Linked DNA regions of Macaca mulatta: region 2 is linked to region 1. The links are chromatin contacts, called in public Hi-C maps. All regions are on one chromosome and are shown on one strand. The core of a region is the stretch at or near the end of the contact, and the rest is flanking DNA. Distances in the headings are between cores, read along the strand shown.

Region 1 (5,883 bases), core at 1,287-3,786:
ATGAGTGAGTGCTAGTTGTTGTTGTTGTTATTATTATTATTATTATTATTATTCACCCACTTCCAGCCCAGCTGTTCTGAGATGCCAAGGAAGTGAGAGGGCAGGCAGAGAGAAAAAAGCAATGGGGCCCAGGAGTGTCAGCCTCTGCGCACGGGCACAGGCAGGTTAAGGCAGGTCTGTCTCTCACAGCTAGGGCCACATGTGTGAACACGTCCCCAAGGAAGGCATGTGGGGTGAGGGGGGCTCAGAGCAGACTCCAGCCAGGGGCCCCAGAGCAATGAGAGGCCTCAGCAGACAAGCTGGCAAGCTGATGGACTCCCGACTCGGCTCCCAGCCCGACGTGAGGCTCTCCAGTTTTACGCCGGCCTCTGCTCTGTCCCGCCCTCCCTCAACCTGCCCGGCCAGCCCTCCTGATTCACCAGGGGAGAGCCACACCCAAGCTGGGGGTGAGGGTGGACGAAGTAAACAAGAGTGTGCAGGGGGCTCCTTGCGGACCTAGGGTCACAGGGGACACCAGGTGAGCTCCCGGCTAGGCCAAGGATCGTTTGGCGTTTGGACTTCACACAGCCCTTTTGCTAATCTGATGAAAGCTGGGGGAATCGCTTTGCTCCCTAGAAAAATGTACATACAAATGGGCTAAGGGGTGGTGAAGGTCTGTGAGCCTTTAAGGCAGCCACAGGCCCCAGATTAAGAAATGTGGGGTAGAAAGTGCACCCTGCCTGTCTCCCTATTCCAGTGTTCTTCAGATTCCAGAGGATGGGACAGATGTCAGACCCTCACTGCAACAATGTATGTGAACACGCACAGCAGTCTCCTTAGTCCTACAATTTCAGGGGCTCCTGGGCCCCATGAAGTCGGTCAGTGGCCCTCCATTGTAGACCCCCAGGAGTGGAGACAGTGCAGGCAGAGGAAAGGCGAGAATGAAAAGGGGGTGCCTGTAGTGAATTAGTAACCTGGCTGTCAGAGAGAGGAGGTCAGTGGATGGAAGAGGTTCCTGGAGATGAAATTGCTGGTGGGCAACTAAGAGTAAATGGGTAGAGAACTTCCTAAGCAAAGGCAGGGGAATAAGGAGTTTTGGGGGATGTGGCTCAAAAGGGCAGGATGGGTCCCACTCACCCCAGACCTGTCCTCAGGATCGCTGGCACCTCCGCCCCCGGCCACCACGTCATCCTCAGACTCGTCGAAAGAAGAGGCAGAGGAGAAGCCGCCACTGCCCCCCTCAACCCGGGAGGGGGGTCCCACTGATTGGGCCTCAGGCTCTGGGGTCTCAGGGGTGATGATGAGACGGGGCACAGGGCACAGAGGGCTACACTTCAGGTCAGAGTACAGGTGAGTCACCAATTCCTCAGGTTCTGGTTCCTCTAATGGGCCATCCTCAGGCTCTCCCAAGAGGCAGTCTGTCCCAGGTGCTGTCTGGGAACCATCAGTGCTAGGTTGTGTCCAGGAGCCATCAGTATCCTGTTGTGTTTGGAAACCACCAGTGCCAGGCTGTTTCCTGGCTGTTTCAGTATCCTGTTTTTTCTGGGAGCCATCAGTGTATGGCTCTGTCCAGGGACCTTCAATATCCTGTTGTGTCCTGGAGCCATCAGTGTACAATTCTTTCCAGGAGCCATCAGCACTTGGCTCTTTTGAGGGACAGGCTCCTTCTGGGTGAGTCTGGAGGTTGGAACTGTTCTGGTGGGTCCAGAGGTTATCAGCCCAGGACTTGACCCTCTCTGGCTGAGTCTGTGACCCATGTGTTTCCAGCTCTGTCCAGGGCCTATCAACCCCTGGCTGTGTCCAGGGGCTGGCCTCCTCGGGCTGAAACTGGAAGTCGGACCTGCGCGGATCAGTCCAAAGGCCATCTGTCCCGGCCTCCGTCCAAGGACAGGTCGTCTCCAGCTCTGACCAGCTCCTTTCTGGATGCGTCCGGAGGCTGGACCTGTCTGGCTCCGTCTTTTGCTTGGGCCTCTCGGTCTCTACTCCAAGGCCAGCTTCCGAGGGCTCAGTCTGTCCGTCTGTCCAGAATTCTGTCTGCGAACTCTCTGTCCCGGGCGCAGGCCCGAGGCCGGCCCTCTCAGGCTCGCTGTGGAGGCTGGACCCCTCAGTCCGGGCCCAGGGCCCGCCCCCCTCCGGCCGCCCCGCCGGGGCCCCTGCGCCGGGCCCAGGTCGCTGCTGTCCCGGCTGCCGCCGCCGCCCTCCTCGCGGCGCCTCTAGTCCCATGCGGGCCGCCACGGGCAGCGCCCCAGCCTCCGCCTCGCTCAGGCTCCCACGGCACGGGCAGCGCCTCATGCCCGCTCCTTCGGTTCGGGCTTCGGCCGACCCGGCCACTCCTATCCCTTTAAATCCTGCGAGGGGTGTGGCTGGGGAGCCCCGACTCTCGGGTTCCGGCCCGCGGAGCTCCAGCCCGCCCCGCTGCGCAAGGGTTAACCGATACTCCCCTTACAGGGGAAAGCCCCGAAGCCCCGCCCCACCGGACGTGGCGCAACGGAACGAGACGGAGCCTCGTCTGACTCCGCCTCCCAAGAGGAGGGGGTTTGCCTCTGAGCGTCCGAAGCGCGACCAGGTATGCATCTAGGGCACCGGGGTCCTGGTGGCGCGCCAGTGGGCCCCTTCCCTCCACCCCTGTGACTAATCCACCCTCTCTACACAGTTGAATGACAAGTTCAACCTTCCCTAAAACCCCTGGTGACGAGTTCAGCCCTGCGCCCATTCTTCACGCAGGGGCGGGACAGACTTTCAAAGACTTGGAGATCCCACGATTATGGGTTCGAGACCTTCCTCTGCCAGTTCCCAGCTCCGCTACCCTGAGCAAATGACTTACGGTCCATTTAATTTTCCGTAATCTCTCTCATGTATAGAGCACTTGTTCTGTATCAGACCCTGACACGATTTCAGGTCATTCTCCAAGACTGAACAATAGGGATGCCAGGGCTCCATTTTACACATGAGGACGGAGGCTCAGAGATCCGCCGGCCTCTACCCTTTGTTTGCAGCTACGGGGCTATCTGATATGATCTCATATATGTGAAGCACGTGGCCCCAGGCCTGGCACTGTCAGTTGTAGCCCAGTGGGATTATTTATTGTCCTAGGTGATTTTGATATATTTTGTCCCTGAGGCTGAACTGCCACCCAGCTCCTGAGTCAGCCCTTCACGTCTGAAGGGGGACAGGAGGTGGATTGTCTTGAAATTGAATCAGCTGGGGGAGACACTGGGTACAGGTCCAAGGCTCTAAAATGAGTCACCTCTTCACAGACCAATGAGACGTCAAAGGCAGGAGCCCACCCAGTACATCATACAGGCTGGGAAGGAGAAGTTCAGAGAGGGATGAGGGCTTTTCTGAGGTTACACAGTACAGGAATAGAGACAAAGAGGCCTGATTCCCGACAAGAGGGGTTGGGACAGCTGGGTTCTGTGGGGGAAGCATCGGCATCCCTAAATCTCCCAGTGGTGGGAAAGATGCCCCAACCAGCTGCTTCTATTCCAGACTGTGAGAAGTGGGTGAGTCAGCCTGTTGTGGGGAGAGCAGGCTTTCCAAGACACACACACACACACACACACACACACACACACACACACACAGGATGGGAGCTGGTTTTCTGGGATGCCAAGGTTCCTGACTCAGCACTGGGAATCTTGGCTGAGTGTGTTCTGGGAAATGTCAGGCCTACAGGAAGCAGAGGGCTCCCAGTCGCACCATCCCGCAGGTGGGCGGGGAGCGGAGAGAGCAGGGTGTGTGAGGGAACAGAGCCTCAGTGTGCAAGTGTGTGTGGGGGGGTATGTACACGAAAGAGTTGAAGGCGTGAGCGGGAAACAGTTGGCAAGCAAGGCAAGGGGTTTATATGCGCAAGGAAGGAGGTTGGGTGCCAGAATGTGGGTGTTTGTGCAAAGTGGAGGGGCTCCATGTGCAAGGGAAATGTTTGCTGGGAAGAATGTGTATTCATAGGAGATGTGTTGAGCCTGCCAGGGGTAAAAATAAGAAGGGGGGTTGGCAAGATACGCGTGCAGAAGAGAGGCGTCAGGTTTGTAAGGGAGACTTTGCAAGGAAGTGTAGGGAACAGACGGGTCTGTCGCGTACAAGGCACTTTGAGGTGAGTGGAAGGGCAGACAGGGCACTCTTGCGCTCCCGCGATGCCTCAGCAATCCCCAAAGGTGGGCCCCCGGACGCCCACCCTAATTCCCGACTCCAACGCTCGGGCCTCGCTCCTGGCCGGTTCCTCCGCGCACAGATGGGGAAACTCCATGCCAGTCAGCGAGTTGCTGCCGCGCCATTGGTTGGCTGGCCGAAGGGGGCGGGCATGCTGAGGCTCCCGGAAGCACAGGAGGCCCCCAGCAAGTTGCGGAATCGGAGGCTGACAGCAGTGGGTGCTTAGCAACGGGTGGAGGTGCCCAGTAACGGGGTGGGGATCGGGCGGGGGACACCGGAGGAATTGCGGGTGCCTACAGGGCCAACAGAGGGGAAGGCGGTGCATAGCAACGAAGGGGGTTTCAGAGAAGTGGAGAGGTAGCCCCTGAGGAACTGTGGGTGTCTAGAAACGGGGGAGGACCCTAGCAACGGCGAGGGTTGGGAGAGGGGGAAAGTGGGTTTTGGGAGGCGCGCAGGAAGAGCTAAGGGTTCTTAGCAACCAGGGGAGAACCAGGAGAAACTGTGGGAATCTATTAATAGTGGAGGAAGTATTTGGTGGGTGGAAATCAGAGAGGGTGGACACAGAGGAACATGGGGGCCTGGCCAAGAAGCCAGGCAACTCCCACCTGAATAATCCCTCCTCTTCTCCTGCAGGCAATGTGGCTGAAGGTGGGGGGCCTACTTCAGGGGACCGGTGGACAGCTGGGCCAGACTGTTGGTCGGCCTTGTGGGGCCCTGGGGCCTGGGCCCCACCACTGGGTAAGAGGCTGGGGAGCAGGTCCCCAAGGGGAAGAGGCTGAGGGAGACTTCGTGGAGTAAAAGGACAGGAGGGGCCCAGAAGGGCCAGGTGATCCCATGTCCTCCCCTCCTAATCAAAGTATGTCTCTTGCAGGGGCCATGTGGAGGTTCTTGGGCCCAAAAGTTTTACCAGGGTGGGCCTGGGAGAGGCCTGGGTGAGGAGGACATTCGCAGGGCACGGGAGGCCCGTCCCAGGAAGACACCCCGGCTCCAGGTATCATTACCCCCACCCACCCAGCAACACCCCACGAAAACTGCTGGCCCTGTGAACTTGGGGAAGGGTGTGGTGGCAGGGTGGCTGCACTCTCTGGGCAGGATGTCCACTTTCCCACACTCAGACCTTGTCCCCATTTCCCAGCTGAGTGACCGCTCTCGAGAACGCAAGGTGCCTGCCTCCCGCATCAGCCGCTTGGCCAACTTTGGGGGTAGGTGTGACTTTGGGGGATCTTTGTGTGACCTCAATTAGAAGAGGCAACATTTACAGATTGAAGCAAGGGAGAGGATGAATCAGACAGGAAAGAGAGAGAGACAGAGAAAGAGAGACAAAGGCAGGGGCCTGCAAAGCCAAGAGAAATTGAGAGGAACGTAAATGATGATTTCTTTTTTTTTCTGAGACAGAGTCTCATTTTGTCACCCAAGCTGGAGTGCAGTGGCGCAATCACTGCAGCCTCAAACTCCTGGGTTCAAGCAATTATCTCGCCTCAGCCTCCTGAGTAGCTGGGACCACACTTGTGCACCATCACGCCCGGGTACTTTTTTTTTTTTCTTTGAGACAGTCTCGCTCTGTTGCCCAGGCTGGAGTGCAGTGGCACCATCTTGGCTCACTGCAACCTCTGCCTCCCACATTCAAGCAATTCTCCTGCCACAGCCTCCTGAGTAGCTGGAATTACAGGTGCCTGCCACCATGCCTGGTTATTTGTTTTCTGTTTTTTGTTTTTTGTTTTTGAGACGGAGTCTCCCTCTGTCACCCAGGCTGGA
Region 2 (6,269 bases), core at 1,761-4,260, 88 kb before region 1:
CCTGGAGTTGTTTCTCACTGGGGAGGGGACGGCTGGCTCCTCCCCTATGTTCCCAGTCCAGCCTGGCCTATCCTTACCTCCCTAGGACAATTAGGGTCACCTAAGGCTAAAAAGGTCCAAACACTTCCCCTCTCCAATCCTCGCCGGGGCCCTGTCCCCAACCCCCTGGAAGGTGGGCACCAGAGGCACCAAAAGACAACAGATCCGGCCGGGCACAGTGGCTCACATCTGTAATCCCAGTACTTTGGGAGGCCAAGGTGGGTGGATCACGAGGTCAGGAGATAGAGACCATCCTGGCTAACACGGTGAAACCCTGTCTCTACTAAAAATACAAAAAATTAGCCGGACGAGGTGGCGGGCGGTAGTCCCAGCTACTCGGGAGGCTGAGGCAGGAGAATGGCATGAACCTGGGAGGTGGAGCTTGCAGTGAGCCGAGATCTCGCCACTGCACTCCAGCCTGGACAACAGAGCAAGACTCTGTCTTCAAAAAAAAAAGACAAGAGATCTTCTCCTTCTACTCTCCCCACCCCAAACTGCCACAGACTCGCTGGAGATGTAACCTGGTTTTCCTGTTCCGTGGATCAGCAAATTGAGGCTCAGAGCAGTGTCCCATCTGGGCCACTCAGCCCTTCTGGTCTCCCCCTGACGAGGACAACAGCCAACCTGGTGTGAAGATGCTGAGCCAGGGAGGCCACTGATCCTGCCCGCACGGAGCCAAGCCCAGGGAGGGGCCGGCTCTGGCTCAGCTATCAAGTAACGGGAGGGAGAGGGAAGTAGAACAAGTTCCAGCTGGGGTGGGGAGGAAACAGGCCTTGGCCCCGGGGGAGCCCTGGTCCCTGAGCCAGCTCCAGCCTGAGAGGAAAGCCACACAGAGGCAGAACCCAAGATGGGATCTGCAGGAGGAGGCAGGGGACATCAGGAGCTCAGCCTCATGCCTGCAGGGCACAACACAGCCCGTGCCATCGGCCAGCCAGGCATCGCTGTGTTGAGCAGTGGGCACTCCCCACAGGGCCCTGTCCAAAGGACACCAAGCCCTGTACTCAAGGCCAGGCCCCCACACCACCTATGAAGACAGTGATCCTGTCAGCACGCCGGAAGGGCCCTGTGGACCACTGCCCTGTGCTGGGCTCCTGACCCCAGGTTCCTGAACAGGCAGCTGGAGGCCATGAGGCCTTGATAACTGCCTGGAAACTCCAAGCAAATGAGTATTTGTTTTAAGAGAGAATCTGTGGCCTCTGACAGATTCTCAAAAAGACCCAGACTCCAAAATACAATTAAGAACTACTGTTCTAAAGCAAAAAGAAAAAGAGACTAAGAACAAACACATAAAGGCAGAGAGAAGAGACAAACATGGGAAGGGAGGAAGTGACACACAGGACAGGGGGAATGGATGGCAGGGACTGGGACGGGGAAGGGTGGGAGACATGGGGATGAGAGCTCCACCTGGGTCAGCAGGCAGCGACCCAGTACCAGCCCCAGGAGACTGTCCTCGATGCAGATGCCACAGTAGGGACCCAGGGCACAATGCAGTCCAGGGCCAGGCACTGGGCCTAGCGGGCAGCACCCCTTTCCTTCCCTCAGCCCAGGGCTCACTCATCACACCCTACCCGTTCTGCTTCTCCTGCCTGGGAGACAGATGAACGAACTAGAGACATGGGCCAGCAAACAGGGATGGACAACAGGAGCGCAGGGAAGGATGCGGACAGGGACAGACAGCAACAGAGGACAGACAAGTGAACTGTGTGCCTGTCTACATCACTGCGCTTGGTCCGGGGCCCCAGACAGACACCAGGAGGCCATGAACCCCACCAAGGCCCATGCTGTGAATGTCAGCAACTCTCATGAGTTTCTTCAAGAGAGTTCCTGGCAAAGTCAAGAACCACTGTGGCTCCAGGACAAACTCCTAGCTTACAGGTGCACACATTAAGGCCCACAGGGAGGACAAGGCCCCCCCGAGTCCCCACAAGTGAGCAACCCACTCCACTGAACTGCCTAAACCCAGAAGCCCCCCAGAAGCCTGTCTCCAAACCCACTGTGCTCAGAGCACTGAATGCCAAACCAGGATGCTGCAAAGCCCCGCCAGAGAGGCCCCCACCTGGCCTTACCTTGGTGCGCCCGTTGATGACATAGCTGCCCAGCCGCCCTGCGCAGTGGCGGATGACGGCGTCCACGTGGGCCATGAGGGCACCAATGCTTCGGCAGCCTGCTTCATGGCCTTCCACCCAGGCAATCTGGTCCCCACGGATGCTGCGCGGCGGGATCGCCCGCTGGCTCACTAGCTGCCCGTCTCGCAGGCGCCCACCCCGTTTGAGGGCCTCCACCTCGGCCAGCACGCGGCCGCCCAGCGCTGCCCCCAGGAAGCTGTCCTTGACGCAGATGCCGTAGTACCGCATGCAGGGCACGATATAGTCCAGGGCCAGGCGCTCAGGTGCAGAGGGCAGCGCCTCCTCCATCAGCCCAGCACTGGCCTCACCACTGCCACTGCTGCAGCCGCAGCTCATGCCACCCTCCCGCTCTGCCTCCTGGTTCTCTTGCCTGGCCCAGGGCCGCTTGCTGGGTGAAGGGGCATCCCCACCATCCTCGGCCCATTTCCGTTTGGGGGCCTCAGGCCGGGCGCCCTGGGCTGCCAGTCGCTGGCACCCCTTGGTGACCAGCGCTGCAGCGCCTTCACTCTGCAGCGGCCGCAGCTCACCACCATCCTGCCCGCCAAAACCGTCCCGAAGGGGGCTGGCAGTGGTAGAGGTGGCTGTAGCTCTGGGAGTCCCACTCCCCGCTGAGGCCTCACTAGGCACTCCTGGACAGTGGTAGGAGGGGAGCAGGGGACAGGGCAGGTAACTCTCCACCCCCATCCTGGCCCGGCCAGGCTCCAAGGGCTCTGACGAAGACCCTGGTAACTGAGGGAGAGCCTGACTTAGGGGCTGCGACTGGCACGGGCTGTCCATGGCAGCAGTGTCTTCATCCCCCGGGCATGGAGGGCACCGCCCGGGCCCATGGTGCCACCCTCCTCCGCCTCCTCCTCTGCCTCTTGATGCAGCTGGGGGCCACCAGGCCTGGCGTGGGGCAGGGTGAGGCAGGGCAGACAGCAAGAGCTCTTCTCGTGCCCTGGGGGTTGCTTGCTGGTCCCCAAGTCCTCTGCCGTCCCTAAGGGCTTGGGAAGGGACCCTTCAGGGTGGCTAGAAAAAGGAAAAAGAAAAGGGATGTGAGAGGAGCTAGAGACAGGCAGGCTAGGGAAAGAGGGGATGGCATGGGCAGGAGTGGGGAAGACGACCAGGACAGACTTGACTATAGAGGTCCCCCAAAACCTGGGGCCAAGTCGGGGAGAAGACCCTGAGAATCTGGAGGTGTGAGAGTCCGCTGACAGACAAGGGACAGTGATAGGGAAAGGCTGGAGGCCAGAGGCTGGGTAGACGACCCTAAGACAGAGGACTGTGGTGCGGGTTGTGGGACGCGGTAACCAAAGACAGAGAAAGGAGGGCTGGAGTAGAAAAGGGTGGTGTGGAGGGGTGGGAAGGAGGGAGTTTGGAAAATAGGAGGGATCTGCCTCGGCGTTCCAGAGACAGACAGAGAAATGTGGGGGATTCTGAGAGAATCAGAGTTGGGGGCGGGGGGGTCAAAAGACAGAGGAAACTGGGGAGTCCAAAGACAAAGAGAACGAGGGACCCAGAGACAGAAAAACAGACCGGAGGGAAGCTGGGAGGGAAGCTGGGAGGGAGGGCCCGGGACGGAGCGGGGCGGTAGGGTCGACCCGAGCCCGACGGGAGGAAGCCGGCCGGGGGCGGACACACGCCCAGACGGAAGGGAGGTCCCGAGACTGACCGAAGGGAGGGGCCCTCGGGGAGAGGGTCCGCGGCGGCAGAGGGAAGGACGGAAGAGGGTGCACGCACCCGGAGACAGGACGAGGGAAAAAGGCACCCTCCTCCGGGGCACCCCCACGCCCCCAACCCCGGGCGGGCCCTGAGGCCACTTTGGAGAGCTGTAGCGACAGGGACAAGGCCTAGGGGCCGCTCGGACCCCCTCCCCTCCCCCTCCCCGCGGCCTCCGCCCGGCGCGCGCTCCCCGCCCCCACCCCAACCCCCCCAACGGCCGGCACCCAACGTCCCCGGCGCGCGTCCCCTCCCCCGCGCCGCACCCACATCCCCCTTACCGGGGTCGCCCTGGCAGGCCCCGGCGGGCGCCCCCACACCCCGCCCTGTTCGTGTCGGCGCCCCGGCTCCGACTCAGTCTCCTCCCGCTCCCTTCTCGCCCCGCGACCTCCTCACCAAGCTTTTTCCTCCGGCCCCGGCGCCGCCGTTTGTGCCAGCCGCCCTGCGCCGCACAGCGCGCCATACCCCGCCCCCACCGCGCGCGACGCCCCGCCCCGCCTCGCCCGTTGGGCACGTGACCGCGCCCCAACGGAGGCAACGGCGCCTGCGCAGACCTGAGCCGCGCTGGGCGAGGAAGTTCGGGACAAGCCCCCAGCCAAGGAAAAAGGAAACAGGGCTCCGTGGCCGACACGAGGTTCATTTGCATCATCCTCCGCCCCGCCCCCTTTGCGCGGGAGGGGGATCGCAGTGTGAGGGGCCGGGTCTGGGAGGGGGCGTTTCCTGCATGTTGGAATCAAGTGGCGTTGGCGGGGCGGAGCACGCAAATTATGTGATTTACACGAACAGGCCCACCCCGCGTTCCCCCCCAGCGCGGGCACCGGGTTCGGCAGCGCGGTGCGCGTGACTTCATTTACAGGGTTAGCTCCTCCTCCTCCTCGCAGCCCAGGAACGGGGGTGAGAGATGGATAAATGGCTGCGCAGTTAGTTGGCAAATGTATGTAAATTCGCACGTCAGTAATTTACATAAGTATCTTTTATAACGGAGGAGAAAAAGTGCGGGATGCCCTTGAGAAAAGGGAACGCGGACTAGAAGGGATGTTGTGCCAATGTGTATTTTCAAGACCCGCTCCGCCCTGCCCCCTCGGGACAATCGTGGGAATCAGAATAAAGAACCAGGGAAAGTCTGGGCAACAGAGTGAGACCTTATCTTTACACAAAATTAAAAAATGAAACAAAAAAAATCCACGGAACGCTACAGAGCTGGGAACATTTTGGGGGACGAAGGAATATAAGGTCATTTTGAATGCCCCGCCCCCTCCACCGTAACTCTGGAGAGCTGGGACTCAAGGCTCCCGCGGGGTCGGTAAGGCGGACGCGGAGATGGGAGGGCGACGAGCAACTGGGAGTGTCTTCAGGGGGCTGCACCAGTCCCCAGCAGGCCACCTGAGGGCGTAGGGCGGTTCGGGTGAGCACAAGGACATGCATACTGGTATCTACACATGCGTGAGGATTGCACAAAAACCCACAGTCCTCAGGGCACACACAGGGTTCATGGCCACACAAGGGTGTTTCTTGTTTAGTTTTGTTTTTGAGATGGGGTCTTACCCTTCTGCCCAGGCTGAAGTGCTGTGGCACGATCACAGTTCACTGCAGGCCCAACCTCCCAACTAAAGTGATCCTCACAACTCAGCTTCCGGTGTAGCTGGGACTTCAGGTGTGTACCATGACACCTGGCTAACTTTTTCTGTTTTTTATTTTTGTAGATGGGGTCTCTCTGTGTTGCCCAGGCTAGTCTCCAACTCCTGGGCTCAAGTGATCCATCTGCCTTGGCCTCCCAAAGTGCTGGGATTACAGGCATGAGCCACCACACCTGGCCACACATGGGTGTTTAAAAGGAGCCAAATTCACACCGAAACACACACAGACCTCAGGGGCACACATGCACAGGCACACAAGCGGTAGTGAGTCACTGCCTCTGATTCTCAGGCATCAGGCATGCACAGACCGGAGGCCCACCTATAGGTCCAAATTCCCATCCCTTGGCCTTGATGTCCCAAACAATACCAGCCTCACCAATACACTCACCAATACAATCACCAAGGCCACAGAGCAGTTACAGCTATCAGCATCACACACAACCAGCACACATTCCTATAGACATCATCCCATACGCAGGTACTGGAAACATGTACACGTCACAAACACAGGGACATCAGCATGTTTACACACTTGCGCTTAGAACACAGATTGTCACAAACTGTCCACACAGTAACAAATTCCCTCCCTCCGCAACAGGCACCTGAGTCATCATGCTTGGTATACCCCACACCATGTCCAATCAGGAAACGAGGCCCCCAAGGCCATGCCAGTGGCTCACACCTGTAATTCCAGCACTTTGAGAGGCTGAGGCGGGTAGACCACCTGAGGTCGGGAGTTTGAGACCAGCCTGACCAACATGGAGAAACC

What was found. Hi-C and Micro-C count contacts between places; a contact is called where the count stands out from the background.
Region 2: a Hi-C map of liver shows a contact between it and region 1, with 1.5 times the contacts expected there. The contact joins the promoter of EGLN2 here to the promoter of COQ8B in region 1. A contact is called at or near these places in 2 of 14 Hi-C or Micro-C datasets (cortical neurons and liver).

Annotation. Positions count from the first base shown.
Region 1 is chr19:51,830,238-51,836,120 of T2T-MMU8v2.0, reverse strand. COQ8B (coenzyme Q8B) reads left to right here and starts at 2,536. Exons shown (of 15, transcript NM_001265945.1): 1 at 2,536-2,545; 2 at 4,762-4,866; 3 at 5,000-5,119; 4 at 5,264-5,330. The coding sequence starts at 4,765.
Region 2 is chr19:51,918,278-51,924,546 of T2T-MMU8v2.0, reverse strand. It overlaps EGLN2 (egl-9 family hypoxia inducible factor 2), which reads right to left and starts at 3,010. Exons shown (of 5, transcript NM_001261091.1): 1 at 2,106-3,010. The coding sequence starts at 2,942. It overlaps RAB4B (RAB4B, member RAS oncogene family), which reads right to left. Exons shown (of 8, transcript XM_077982883.1): 8 at 4,986-5,246.